Linked DNA regions of Mus musculus: region 1 is linked to region 2. Evidence: chromatin contacts called from public Hi-C data. All regions are on one chromosome and are shown on one strand. The core of a region is the stretch at or near the end of the contact, and the rest is flanking DNA. Distances in the headings are between cores, read along the strand shown.

Region 1 (7,273 bases), core at 1,517-4,016, 170 kb before region 2:
GCTTTGACACTAAGAGATGGCCATGATCCTGTGGTTTGTCCCCTGGGCATCCCACAGCTGGGCAGTTCCCCAAGAGCATGCTAAGCATGGCTTGGAGACATGTTAGGACCCCAGGCCTGAGCTGGGAGTATGCCCGTGGCTTCTAGGACTGAGCATGACTTAATAGGATGTCGTCAGCCTGTGAGGAACCAAAGGGGCAGGGGATACGGCCTCTCCCCTGCTGCAGCACACACTTCTGCTTGCCTACTGCTTAACCTGTAGCAGGTGAGGTGGGCTCGGAGTCTGCAGGTGCACAGGAGAGACTTTGCCATGCAGCGTGCAGCTGCACACTCTGGCCTCTAGACCCTGTAGATTCTCAGGAGTGAGCTGAGCCAGTCTTGGGTTAGACCTCCTCCCCCACCCAGGATCCTCTTTGAGGATAAAGACCGAGGCCCTCCTGTTCTTTCACATTGATGGGGGTCCAGCTTCTGGTTTCCAAGCACAGGGTCCTCCCTGGGTCCCCACCCTGTAGTGGGTCCCTGGGAGCCAACCCTGCTGTGGCAAGCCTCTAGCCAGTGCCTGAACCTAGGGAGAAAATTCTAGTGGACACATGTGGATGGGTGGGCAGGCAGCTGGCTATGGTCATTAGTTTTTTTGTTAAGTTCACAGTTTTAGAGTTGTTTGAGAAGAAGAAATCTCAGCTAAGAATTTTTTAAAATTATATATATACATATATATGTATATGCATATATTTATATATATAATGAGTACACTGTCACTATCTTCAAATATACCAAAAGAAAGCATTAGATCCCATTACAGATGGTTGTGAGCCACCATGGGGTTACTGGGAATTGAACTCAGGACCTCTAGAAGAGCAGTCAGTGCTCTTAACCACTGAGCCATCTCTTCAGCCCCTGAGAGTATTTTCTTGATTCATGATTGATTTAGAAGGTCCCAGGCCACGACTACTGTCCCTTGGCACGTGGTCATGGGATGTTTAAGAAAGTAAACTGACCAATCCGGGGGGAGCAAGCCACCAGGCAGCAGTCCATGGCTTCTCCTTCATTCAGTTCCTGCCCCTCAGGGATGGGATGTGATCAGAGAGTCTTGAGGTGAAAATAACCCTTTCCTCTCCAAATTGCTTCTGGTCTTGGTAGTTTTTTAAAAAGAAAGAAAAGAAACTGTAACTAAGATTGCATCCCTCCTCTGCCCTCTGCCCTCTGCCCTCAGGCAGTCTCAGGCCTGCTACCTACCCATGTATTCTTCAGCCGCATGGACAAACATTTGGAGGCTGCTGGCAACACATGTCCTACACTGATGGTTGCCATGGGGATGCTAATACTCGCTCCTTATACATCTTTAATTGCTCTTACCCAATATAGGCACCAATGCAGAGAGAAACAGGCTGTACTCCTATTCGCCACCCTGATCCTACGACCGAGGTCTGTCCCTTAGCACGTATAAGGGCTCCCACCTCCACCTTCCTCACAGATCACCCAAGGGTGCAGAAGAAGGGAACAAAGCCATTATCCTCCACAGAGGAGTGTCAGGTGTGGGGACCAGTGGAGTCAACACAGGTGTCACTTCAGCTCCGGGCAGTGATCGCAAAGGCAGCACTGCAGGGTGTAGGAAGCCATTGCCTCACCCTTGCCTCACTGACTCCCACGGGCTGGTGAGGAGGATTCCCACAGGAGCATTCATCCCTAGGCTCTACTAGTGGATTCAGTGGAGTGTGCTCATGATCGATTAGTAATGACTGTGCAGAGTGTAAGATTGGTAGAACATCTGCTCTTCGCACTAATGGGTTTGGGGGTGGGATTTGGGGTTTGAGGATGAGGGTGCTGTAAGAATCTAAACTCCAAGTAACAGTCTACCCTTCCTGTCCTACCAGCAATGCTGAGCTGTCCCTGCCCCAGCCAAGTGTCCCCTGAGTCACCTGCCCCAAGGACAGCCTTCCCACCTGCCTCTGCTCCTCAACTCACCCTTGTTCACTGTGCACCCAGTCGGCTGCTCACCTCTCGTCTCGTCTCTCCATACAGAGTAGGCAGCTGCCCTGCTTTGCTGAGGCCAACTTAAAACACAGAGTCTATCCCCAGATGGGCCAGGCTGGCCCCATCTCACTGGCTGCTCATCTCCTGGTCCAACAAGGCGGTAGAGATGCCCTGGGCTGAGAGCATCTGCCTTCGGGGGTGAGGAATTCACGTGGATGTGGAAGGAAGTGGGGATGGAGATGATGGCAGGGGACCAGAGCCAAGTGTCCTGGAGTGAGGCCCAGACTGAGTCCCCCGGGAGGGGAGAGGAGAAGAGAGGAGAGAAGAGAAGCAGTGGCCCCTCCCACAGCCCATCTCGGCCTCCTCCAAAGTCTTTTAGGAAAAAATAGCGTTTCCTCTTTAAACACATTAACCTCCTAGGCAGGCCACATGGGTCTTCTGCAGAAGCAGAGCGGGGATACTGCCCCAGCGTGTTCCTGGCCCATTGGATGCTAGGAGTTCCCGGGTCCGGTGAGCTGCCCTTGGCTCTGAAAGCATACACTAGAGGCTCTGAGTAGCTCATTCCCTCTTGGGCAGGGACAGGGTGACCTCTGTGGCTTCCTGAGCCAACTCAAGGTCAGACAGGAGTCCTTAGAGGACGCTGGACCAATAATCTCATCCTCCCGTGCTCTGGAAGCTCACACTCTCTGGCTGTGCTTAACCTAGCTTGAGGGAGGTCATACCCTCTGACCTGTCAGCTCATCCTCTGGGAGGGGACATTTTAGGTCCTGTGACACAGCCTGTGGTTAACCCTGGGACAGGAAGGGCTTATTTTAGTTCACGGTGACTTAGCTTCCTAATATGTGGCCCCTGGTTGTCATGGCCTCCTGGCGGTCTCTTTCCTGGGGTCTTGGATTTGGAGCCCAAGGGTTTGACATGTCTCTAGATCGGGGTGTTCTAGCTCCTGAGTATCCCCATCCCAGAGTGTCCAGCACCGAGTGGGGGCTTCATCAGCACTAGCAAGACGTCCATAGTCCCTCAGGGAGGTTCCCTTCCCAATTCATGCCTACCAGGCATGGCGCTGTTGGCAGAGGGCTGGGGAGAGTTAACAGGCTCAGCCAGGCCTGTTCTATTGAGCTCAGTACGGATTCCTCGTCTTTTTAAAAGATTATAGAAAAAATAATAAAAGGGACCACGTAACAGAGACCATATGTGGCCAGCCAAGCTGCGAGGTTTGCTTTCTGGGCTTTACACGGAAAGCTGATCCTTGGGTCCTGAAGGGCAGGCACGAAGCATCACGCAGGGGCAATGGGACTCTGCAGACGGATGACCACCTAGGACCACTCCCTCCCTGGAGGCCCTTGCTCTGTCACTGCCCCTCAGGGTTCTGTCCACCCCTCAGCAGTTCCCCATGAGACCCCACCTTCACATCCACCCCCTCTGAGCTCTGTGGCCTGGAGCCCCACTGCCCTGCCCCCTATGTGCTCATAAGCAGTCCAGATCCAACTCCCTGGGGCCTCTGGCTCCTGATCCCAGCACTGCCCACCCCCACAAAGCTTGTGGACCACCCAGAGTTTGCTGATGGCAGATGGCACCTATGGGACCCTGTGGATGTGGCCTGTGACGCTTGGCTTATTATACTTGGCTCACTCTTATCACCACTGTTCTGCACCCCTCCTGTCTACTGTTGCCCTGCTAGCATGCAGGCCTGGATTGCATGCTGGGAAGGGGCTTCCTGGTGGGTACGCAGGACTGGGGGTGGAGACTATGCTGACCCCCCAGGGCCAGTGTCTTGGGCTCTGATCCCAGTATTCTCCCACTAAACACCACACAGACCGCTGTACCCTCAGAAGAGAATTCAAGTTCTTGTCTTGGGGTCCAGGACCCCTGCTCCCTCTGCACTGCCGGCCCCACCCACTTGGCACACATCTGGGGTCTATCTCACTGCAGCTCATGCCTGTCCTCCTACTCCTGTTCCCACGGGTCTGCTCTGTCCAAGGGGGTGGACAGATGCCCTTGTGACCCAAGAAAGATGAATCCTGGTCCTCCTTCCCTGTCTAGCGCTGCTTTTCTGTGGAGAATGCCAGTGTTGGAGGAGTGGGGATCCTTGGAGTGGTATGTACAGGCACCTCACTGCTCTCTGAGGCTCCCTGGTGCCTGCCATTTCAAAATCATGTCTTAGCTCCCACCCCACCCCCATCCCCGCCCACACTCCTCTACAAAGACAGAGGCCAGGGCCAAGTTCTTAGCCCCACTTGCTGACAGAATTCCAGGGGAGTCCCTGGGTTGGTTTGTAAGATCTGGATGCAGGGTGCATCCTGTATCTATTGGGTAACCTCCGTCAGACAGACAGTCACTCTTAGCCTTGATTTCTTTGGTGGCTGAATGTCCCATCAAAAGAGGAGCCCCAGCTTGTAGAGAGCAGCAGAGGGACACATGGAGCTGCTGAAGCACCCACACACTGTGACCCCTGTGCCTTTTCCCACAAGGCGCACTGTGTTTAAGGCTGGGAGGACATCCCCTCTGATTCGGAGAGCAGAGACGTGGGGCCAATCCCCATGACAAAGCGAGGCTGTGGAGACAAGAGTCCATACAGGGGAGGGCCTGTCTCAGAAACAGGCTGCAACTCAGGCTGCCCAGAGCCAAGCTAGAGTACCCTGGGGTAGAGGCCCGTGACTCTGGCCGACACTCCCAACCCTCTGTTCTGTGGTGTCTTCTGAGGTGGAGTTCTCTCACTGTACACCTCTGCTCTGACTGAAATCCCAGAATAAGGAAAGTGTCAGGGCAGCTGGGAGGGTGAGAAGACCCCCTTAGCACAATGTGAAACCTAGGCGTGGCTGCCATGTTCCCTCCTCAGGCTCCATGGCAGGCTCCTCCCTGACATCACTGGCTTGTGATAACGCTGTCCCAGCCCCCACATCCCACTCTCTCTGATAGAGATACCACCACTGTCTCATCATAACTGGCCACATCTGCAAAAATATATCTCCAAACTGAGGTGCACTCACCGGTTCTAGGGGAACACAGGTTTACCTAGTTCAAAGGTCAGCAGCCTACATTTGACGTGGCTCTCCTTGGGCCCCTGGGGTCCTTCTACGATAGCTAAATTGTGCTTGGGCACCCTAGAGCTCATTTTAGATAGCCAAGTCCAAAGGAGAGTAGAAAATGTCCCGGAGGGGGTGGGGGGAGGGAAACAGCTATTAGCAAGATAGCCTTTTCCTTGTCCACGCAGTTGGGACAGAGCGGTAGCCTTCTGACAGGAGAGTCAGGAGTACGGTAAGACCCCAGGGTGCTGGGGGAAAATATCACCAGTCAATCAGAGAACTCCTGCCCACAGACTGGACCCAACCCTGGGCCTTGTGGGTAGGACATCAGTGCCCAATGCTAGAGCCCCTGCCTGCCTGGAGGTGTGTGTGTGGGGGGGAAGGGGCCTCTGACTATTCCGCTGGGAGCACTGAAAGGGAGTCTGTCCATGGCCCAGAAGATCCATTCCTGGCTCCCCACACTTTCCTTTTTTGAGGTTCCTATGAGAAAGGTTGTCCGCCCAGTCTACCTTAGAGAATTATCGGCTTCGGTGGCCAGTGACTGAATGCAGAGCCCAAGGAACAGAGGCCAGTGCACAGCTGCCTTTGCCCTGGGGGTGGCGGGGAGGAATGGGAGGCTAAAGCCTGGCCAACTGGTCCAGGTGCAGGACTCTGGGTCTGAGCCAGGAAAGGAGCAGGAAGTCAGGGAGGAAGTTCCCTTAAGAGTGGTCCCCTCCCTCGCTAGTAAGGGCCCTGTCTCTTGATGAGAACGGTCCTCACAGGCCGAGGCTGGGAAAGCGCTTTGGGAAGCACCTCACCCACAGCAGACATCATCATTAGCCGAGGCGGCGGCGGCAGAGGCCATTTGACAGCTTTGCCAGAACTATCCTGACTGCTGCTCCAGACGAGCCTCACCGGAGAGGCTTGGGTGGTGGGAGATGCAGGGAGCTGGTAATTAGCAGCAGGCTGTGATGCCGGCGGGACATGTCACCCTATAAAACAGGCATCGTCTCCCTGTGCCTCATTGAAACCTCTCCATGTCTCAGCAGCCTGGGACACTGGCCAACAGGAAGGAGGCAGAAGATGGAATTAGAAGTTCAAAGCCCAGGCCTGTTGCTAGAGTTCAGCCTCCCCCTGATTTGGAGAGGAACCCAAGTCTGGGCTGTGGGTGACTGCCCACTACTTGCCTCTAAACCTGGAGAATTTGTCCCTCCAACTCAAGGCCCCTGAGTGATCAGTTTCAATTGAGATCCTGTTACGTCAGGGTTGGCCCAAATCCATCAAGTCTGCCATCCTTGTTAGAGGAGTAGAGAGGTCCATTCAGAGGATGTGGTCATGTGACCAGGAAGGCGGACGGAGTGACGCAACCATCTGGGGCAGCCAGCTAGCAAGAAGCAGAGGCAGGTAGGACGCTTGCCGGAGCTGCCAGAGGGAACACAAGCTGGCTCCCATTTCAGCATGGTCTCTACAGAAGGGGCGAAACAGATGACAGATCTAAGCCACAGACAGGGAGAAAAAAGGCTGGGGGCTCAGCACCATGACTGAGCCACAGTGACAGGCTGGACCTGCACACTCAGAAACAGCCTGAGTGGCTTCAGAGTCTGCCAGAGACACAGTGATGGCAACTGTGTTACACAAACACACACACACACACACACACACACACACACACACACCATCTCACTCCTACATATCCCACACTAGTTCTATGGAAAGGTGCTAATGGCTTTAGGTGCCTCTGTCCAAGGAAACCTGGCCACTTAATACCAAGGGAAGGATGGGCTAACCCTGGAAAGGCATATACTAGCCTTGAAGCACATGATGAGCCAGAGAGGGAGAGAACATGAGAGAGGGAGGGGTAGGGGAGGTGGCAGGAGACAGGCTCCCCTTGACATCACCATAATTAACCACCAATATGAGGTGTCTGCACCAGGCTGACAATCTAGTAAGGGGTTTTTAGCCATTAGACTGGAGATAGCCAGTGATGCCCCAATACTTGGGGCTTCAGGTGAGCAGATGCAGGTCTCAAGGATGGATACAGTGTTCCCTGGGTCCACCTGGGACTGATGGCATCCTGGCCCGGAGAGCATTTTCCACTACTAACAGCAATGCTGCTCTTACTAAAGGAAAAGATCCTGACCACAGGCAGAGAGAAGCAGATTGTGCAAAACCTCTCTTTTTCTCTATAAGGACAGTTTTCATTGGATAAGGGGTTCGCTCTAATCTGGGATGATCTCGTCTTGAGATCTTTGCTTTAATTGCAAGGGCAAAGACTGTTATCCCTGGCTCCTGGGAGAT
Region 2 (7,247 bases), core at 4,451-6,950:
AGCCAAAGCAGGGACTCTCTGGTAGCATGGCCCTGGATGGGGAAGTCCTCTCACGGTGCAACAACACTGAGCCTCTGTGGCCATAAATACACTTTATTTCATTAGAAATGCATACTCACACTGGGGAGCACTCCCTGGGGAGCACTCCCCTAGCAGCAGGTCCAAGTGCTCCAGCATCGCCAGCTGGCTCCAACACCTACGTCAGAACCCCGAAGGGGAGCACACGGCCCAGGCTTTCACTACTCCACAGTTGTGTTTCTCCTCTGGTTTGGTTGGTTGGTTGGTTGGTTGGATGTTTTTGTTTTTTTTTTTTTTTCCATTTTCTTTTTTGTTATAAACACCATAGCAAATTAAAAAAGCTGTTTAAACAAAATATCGTAGTTCTTGTCTGTCTGAATGCACTCAACACTCTGCACTATGCTTCTCCTTTGGAGACGACCAGTAGTGAGACTCCAACCCTGAGGCGCCTTCCAGCAGGGGTGGCCAGGACCTTCCCCTGGGAGGAGCAGCTCTCAGATGCCCAGCAGAACCTGCAGTTGCTTGCTGAAGCAAGAGAGCAGGGCACGAGTGGGGCAGGGTCAGCGAGCAGCTGTGACGCGGTGCTCCTGCAGTGCCTGGCCTCACTGGATCTGGATGGCCCCATGTTCAAGCTGCATGTCGGGCTGCAGAGTGGGCTGCAGGGCCTCTGCGGTCTGCAAGGGGGTGGGAGGGAGAGAAATGAAAAGGGTTCTAGAAAAACACAGTAGCACATGTGTGTGTCAGCAAGCCACCTATGTGTTATGCAGAGCCACAAGGTTCACAATTAGAAAAGGCACGCCAACTTCAGAAGCCAAGGTGCCAGGCCACCCCTGACCTGAGGAGAGACAAGCATGTCTCACATCCACCCAGAAGAACGTGGGCAGCTGGGCATACAGCTGACAACTTCCCAGCCTTACCTCACGGTGCCCCGAGAAACAACTGTAATTAGACACACCACATTTTTAACCTGACATATTTCCCTAGAACCTCAGGGTCACACTGACTTCCTACAGAAACTGCCCCAGTGTTCTAAGTGGCATCTTGGAACAGCTTAAAGACATGGCACCTTTCAACGAAGTGTATGAGAAAGTCTATGAAGTCACTGCTTCAAGGTGAGGACTTGCAACCTTGGAATAATGACTGCTCTTCCATCTCTGCTAGACTGCAGATGCACTGAAGGATAAGTCACCTAAGATTTGGTGCAGAGTTAGCATAGGTTCTGCACCACATGAGGCCAAGGTCTCACATGGCTGGCACCTGACAGCTCTTGCTGTACATGTAAGTCTCTGATTTTTAAAGATAAACAAAAAAGTTTCCACTCTCCCTACTGAGGATGGCATGGCTGAGGCCATAGCCAGTTTATAAATAAATAAATAAATAAATAAATAAATAGGAGGAGGAGGAGGAGGAGGAGGAGGAGTGCAGCCCAGGTGTGGGCAGCTATGCACAGCTGTGTGGCACACTGAAGGAAGTGTCTTGAGGCGTGATGGGGGTCATGGCTGAGGCCTGCAGATGGGAAGTCTTCACTTAGGCCCAAGTTCCTTCTCTGAGAACCTGGAAGATGTCATTCCGAGGCCTTCAGGAAAGGAATTCCACAGTGCCTTCTCCTCAGATGCCTGGCCTAGCAGCTCCGTAAGCCCTTCCAATGCCTGAGGCAGACAGGCTTCAACAGCTCCTGGGAGAAGTAAAATCCTGAGCAGCCTACAGCCAAAGCCCTATTCTCGAGTTCAGGTGAGCGGAACCCTGTGAGAGCCTGCGCTGCTCACTACACCAGGCTTAGGCCGCAGAGGAAGGAGTCCAGGAAAGCTGCCTGTGCCAGCAGCTGTGCAGAACAAGGTAAGGAGACTTGACCTGTGGAACAGACTCCACTGTAGAGTCTTCTCCTCCTACCAGGTCACCTGTTCTTGCTGGGCTGAGATCAGAGGAGCCCACAGACGCTGATCTCAGGAGTTAAGAGTAAACAGAAGCCCCACGCCTGATTCAGACCTGTATGCCTCTTGACAAGGGTTCCTGGGTCTACAGGTATGTCAGACAAGCCCAAGTTCAGTATCTACTAGGGAGGCTGGTGGGACCGGGAGGGACAGGACTCACCTGCGCTGCGGCTGTGTGGTCACTCACAGGCGCCAGCTGGACATACTGAACCTGAATGTCACTGCCCTGGAGAGGCGACCCATCTACTCCTGTAGCAGCAGGGTCTGAAGAGGCCACGGCTATGAGCTGAGCACCCTGCAGTACCTGGGGTTGGGGACAAAGCCAGGCTGGTCAGTGGAGCTCGGGTCAGCAGACCCCTATCCTCTTCAGGTCCTGGAGCAGCAGGAGGCCCCCAGGCCTGCAGCATGGATGTAAGTGCAATGGAGCCTCACTGCCCAGTGCAGAGAGACGTCTGCTTATGTGAGTGTTGAGTCTTCGACTGTCATGAAATATGCCACATTCACACTCAAGTCTTGCAGAAACACCCTTGTGACACACAGGCATTAGTCTTTTAAAGCCCGTGTCAAAACAAATAAGCTAGAACTTGAAGCCTGCACGGGCACACTGAAGACGGCAGAAGAGCTTAACAAAGCCCTGGACAGAGCCCATGTGGAGCCAATAACTTTAGATAGAGAAGCAAAAGGAGAGGGAGGCTGCAGAGATGGCTCGGTGGGTAGACTGCTTGTATGCAAGCATGAGGACGTGAGTTTGGAGCTTCAGCATCCACACAAATCAAGGGCAGCTGTGTATGCCTGTAACCCAAACAGGAAGACTGCTGGAGCTAGCCTGTAACCCAAACAGGAAGATTGCTGGAGCTAGCTCACCATCCAGCCTAGCCAAAATAGTGAGCTGCAGGTTCAGTGAGAAAGCTTGTCTCAGGAAAAAGGTAAAGACAGATGAGGATACCATCCACCTCTGTGTGCGTATACACACACACACACACACACACACACAGACAGAGAGAGAGAGAGAGAGAGAGAGAGAGAGAGAGAGAAGGGAAGAGCTACTGTGGTGGGGAGAGTGAGAGGTAAACAGGCTGTGGGGAGGGTATAAGCAGAGACACCAGGAGCAAGTCACTACAGAACAGACCCCTCGGTCCTTCTTAGCTGCATCCTTCCAGCATCCTGACCCTGTATAACTAGTGACCCTGCCTCAGAATGGACCTGGAGGAGGGACTAAACTCAGGGTGACCCTTGGGGTGACCCCAGCCCTGGATATTCTTACCACTGATTCACTTCCCACAAACCACACCTGGTGCTCACACAACTGGGCAGGGGGCTCGAGGCAGGCAATGCAGAGCCTCCATCTGCTCCTTCACAGTTGCCAGGAACCATGGGCCCCGCCCTCATCAGTGTTGTACAGTCCCAGGCAGGCAAGAACAGCAGTGGACGGAATGCCCATATTGGAGGCTCCTGTGGCATGATGGCACACCACCCTTTGGTATGGAGAAGACCATGTGGTTCCCCACAAGCAGAGACAGCAGCACAAACACCCAGTCAACTTCTAAGAAGAGCTGTGCTGTCAGATGACATGTGCCTTTTTAAAGGACACACTGCAATCGAGGACAGTGTCTCTTATGCTAATGAGGGTCTGCCAAACGAAAACACACTCAGGTTCACGGTAGTGGGAAAATATTGAGGGGGGGGTACTTTTTTTAATGACTGAAAAGCCCTTTTTAACATTTTTGAATAGCTAAGAAAAAGTGAGAACTATTTGGGGAAATGACTGCCAAAAGACTGAATATAGCTGTCCCCTTGGCAACTGCTGCTGAACTCCGTCAGATGGGCTGCAGTGACAGAATCAGGAAGTGGCTCTTTCCTAAGGACTCTTGGCATGTCTTTGGGAAGTGGTCGCTCTACCTCTTTCCTGGAGAGTGCAGTGGCTTCTGGGTCATCTCACTTCCAGTGTGAGTCCGCGCACCTATGGAGGACCTGACAGACTCTGCTCAGGGAAGAGTCAAGAGACAGCAGCAGCAGTGACAGCCTGTCCCTGCACACAGACAGCCCTCCAGACACACCTCCCTGAACCTGCTTACTGATGCTTTTCTGTATGTCAACATCTGGGCATAGGAGGACAGGAATCTCCATGGGCCATGGTGACAGGCAGTGGGCTATGCAAACACAGGGGAGCTGGCCCTCGGCCCTCTCTAGGTGCTTAAACTCAGGTTAATTAAAAGGAAAGAGGGTGTGCAAACACACATCTGGGCTCTGGTTTCCAGGCAAGCTCAAAAGTCCACATAAACACTTGCCTGGTACTTCTGCCCCCAAAACCTCAGCGTTCCCTATTCCACACCCACTCTGGCACAGCTGCTGCACAATGCTACTGGCCACACCCTCCCTCTTCAGAGCAGAGCAGGGCAACAGATGCTGAGTTGCCCAACAGCTGGCTGACAGTAAAGGCTCCTGGTTTTAGATTAAGCTAGGCCCCTTGCAGAGGGAAAAGCCTGAACAGAGTACAATGATCCAGTCTTCTAAGAGTCACTGACAGAGCCCTTGGGTTTCTCCTTCACACTGACTTGTAGGCAAGGTCATCGTCTGTGCTCAGAACTACATTTCTCCAGGCCTGGTGCTCTGCTTCATCTGACCAAGCAGGTCAACGTGAAACAAAACCTAGAATTTTATATTTAGGAAAGAGCAAGCAAGAGCTCCTGTTTGGGGACGGCCATTGGTGGCAGACTTGGTTAGAGCCTTGGCTCTTCCAGACTCTTGACCTTTCATGGGTAGGCAGGGCAGCTTGGGCTCTCTCTTCCCCTGCATTTACCCAGAATACCTCCTGCTCTCTTTACTCAGCAGTTCTTGTGGATCTTATTGGGTCCCACATGCTTCTCTGCCAACCCTGCAGGCTAGCGAAGCCATGCTCTACAGACAGATGAACATTTCCCACACAGCATCTGAGTCCCCGGAGCTTCCTAGTCTCACTGCAAGAACCTGAGGTCAAACAGACAGGACAGTGTCTATGGAGGATCTTTGGCCCACGTGTACCTGGCTGTCTCCCCTGACCTACCCTGGGCCATCCACCAGGGTAACCCAAGGACAGGCAGTGGGAGGGGGGGGGGGTTCCTTGAACAGCAGAAGCAGCAGCTTCAGAAGGAAGGAAAGGACACAAACACCAGAACTGCTGCAATAGCAGAATGGCCCTGTCTCCAAGAATGAAAGGCTCCGTGGGACGAAGGCTCCAAGCTCAGCAGATGGGCCTGACTTAATGGCCATTCATCAAGCCATATGTCTTCATATGCCATCAATTGTTTCGTATGCCTATACACATGTCTTAAGACACATGTGGTCATAGATGTGCACATGCACACATCTGCATGTAAAGTCCATGCCTGTTCACAGTGACCTTGTCAGCAATGCCAAACCCCTAACATGCACCTCCACTCTGATGTCTCTGGCTGCCCAAGCAAGCTCTTAGCCTCAGGCCTCTGTGGGATTCAGCATAGACAGTGGCAGTCATTGTGGCAGCCTCTGTAAGCCTGGGCTTAGTGTGTGGCACAGGCTCTGTAAGGACCTATGGCAAGCAGGACGTGCCTGCTGTCCAGAGCTCTGACCTGACCCTTCTTTCAAGGTCCCTGGAAAACACTGGTCAGGCCACCCACATCTCCCGACAAGAAACACTTACAAACCTGGATCATTTCATTTCCAGCAGGCAGATCAAGTGTGTCTCCTCCCAGAGGCCAAAGCTGGGAGGGATTAGCCTGGGCCACTGAGTCACCGCTGACAGGAATGGGATTCTGGCACAGGCCCCACGACTGGAAGAGATCAGAATGGGGGCTATAGGCTCTGCAGGGACTTGTCAAGCCACAGATCCCACCTTGTGGGGAAGAGGTAGGAAAAGGAGAGGTGCTGATACACTGTGGCTGCCTGGTTTGCTATCTCCTGGTAACTCAGAAGCCAGGCCACATTTGGAAACCCCAAGTTAGGAGTTATGACATAACCAGTTCCCCAATCATGTTACATTTTTACAGGTTCCTCCATGATGAATTTAAAGTAGCTGCAGTTGCATTTAAGGAAACTCTTGCAATCACAGAACCAGTTTCCCAGAAAACTCTGCTGTGCTGATTGTAGCAAACAACACCCTCCCTGCTCAGCAGCGCTGTCCTACCAGCACTGCCAAGAAAACCACTTTCTATATGAAACGCGAAGCTGCTGAGACGTGAGGTGTTATACTGTAGGAAAACCTGAATTTGCAATATTAAGACAAAGGTGTAACTTGACCAACCAATCAATGAATGGAAGCAAGATTCCCAGCTGGAAAAAAGCTTAGAAAGTCATGGCTTTCAAAGACTAGAAGCTACCAGGCCTGGCTTACAAATTGTCTCCCAGTGAGGAGGCTGTGGGGCCTGGATCCTGGCTACGGGATCTGACCACATCTGGTTCAGCTGTAGGGAGGAGCTGGTGAGCCATCACCTTGGCTGGCTGCTGTGATGAAGAGATCAAGATACGTGTCAGGGTGCCATCATCATACTCACTAGGAGGGTACTTGCCAGGAAGGCCTGGCCGTCCCTCAAAGTGTCCAGTTCTAGCCATGCTTCTTGGGCCTGCCCCGTGGGCCTCTGGTCCACTCTCAGGAGTTGTCATACTAGTGACCATTCCTCCTCCAGCAACAGGGGAAGACAAACACCTGCTCTGCTGTGTGGGCCATTCCTGAGTCTGCCTCCAGCACCAGAAGGAGTTTCCGAGGCATTTAACAAAACAAGCACCTTTAAGCCACACATGATGGCTGATTATCCTAGCATTTGATAGGGAGAAGCAGAGTTGAAAGCCAGCCTTGGCTATTTAAGTGAGTTGGAGGCCAGCCAGAGCTACATGAGACAAGCTAAGTAAGGTGTCACTGGTAATGCTACTCTCAGGTGAGAGCTATGACAGCCACAAGGACACTGTAGGAAGACAGCTGGGAGCCAGAGATGGCAGGCAGGGCAGGGAGGAGGACACATGGCATCTAACCACACAGCCCACAAACAAGGCTCCAGAGACTCCAGCAACACTGGACCACTTGCTCTGTGACTGACAATTGCAGAGGAACCCAACAGGTATGTACTACAAATGTTAAATGTGTGGTGTATCACAATGAGCACAGGAAGGTCCGCTGCATGCCTGAATCAAGCACATTCCAGTCTCTGGCATCTAGCAGTGCTTCAAGAGAATCAACCGCACAGGTTGAGGTTTGACCTTAATGTTAAATTGGTGAATAATAAAAACCTGAGTCAGATCCCAGCTATTGGACAGCATCGATGAGCTTGGGTTGGGTGACGAGGGTAC

Evidence for each region. A called contact is a pair of places that touch in the nucleus more often than the background predicts.
Region 1: a contact with region 2 is called in a Hi-C map of bone marrow-derived macrophages, with 28 read pairs. The contact joins two enhancer-like sites. A contact is called at or near these places in 3 of 484 Hi-C or Micro-C datasets (the N1E-115 cell line, bone marrow-derived macrophages and uterus) and 1 of 9 other capture datasets (adipose tissue).

What each region holds. Positions count from the first base shown.
Region 1 is chr8:122,189,569-122,196,841 of GRCm38.p6, reverse strand. It overlaps a transcript of Zfp469 not described here. Among named protein-coding and RNA genes, the nearest start is that of Zfp469, 37 kb to the left of the region's middle. Within about 2 kb of position 2,766, at least 32 of the 459 cell types and tissues checked have an H3K27ac peak or open chromatin away from gene starts, as enhancers often do. A contact at or near this core is called in the N1E-115 cell line and bone marrow-derived macrophages, where this site is marked.
Region 2 is chr8:122,019,009-122,026,255 of GRCm38.p6, reverse strand. Banp (BTG3 associated nuclear protein) reads right to left here. Exons shown (of 14, transcript NM_016812.4): 12 at 5,612-5,737; 13 at 2,110-2,253; 14 at 1-692. The coding sequence ends at 621. Among named protein-coding and RNA genes, the nearest start is that of Mir7237, 45 kb to the right of the region's middle. Within about 2 kb of position 5,700, at least 65 of the 459 cell types and tissues checked have an H3K27ac peak or open chromatin away from gene starts, as enhancers often do. A contact at or near this core is called in the N1E-115 cell line and bone marrow-derived macrophages, where this site is marked.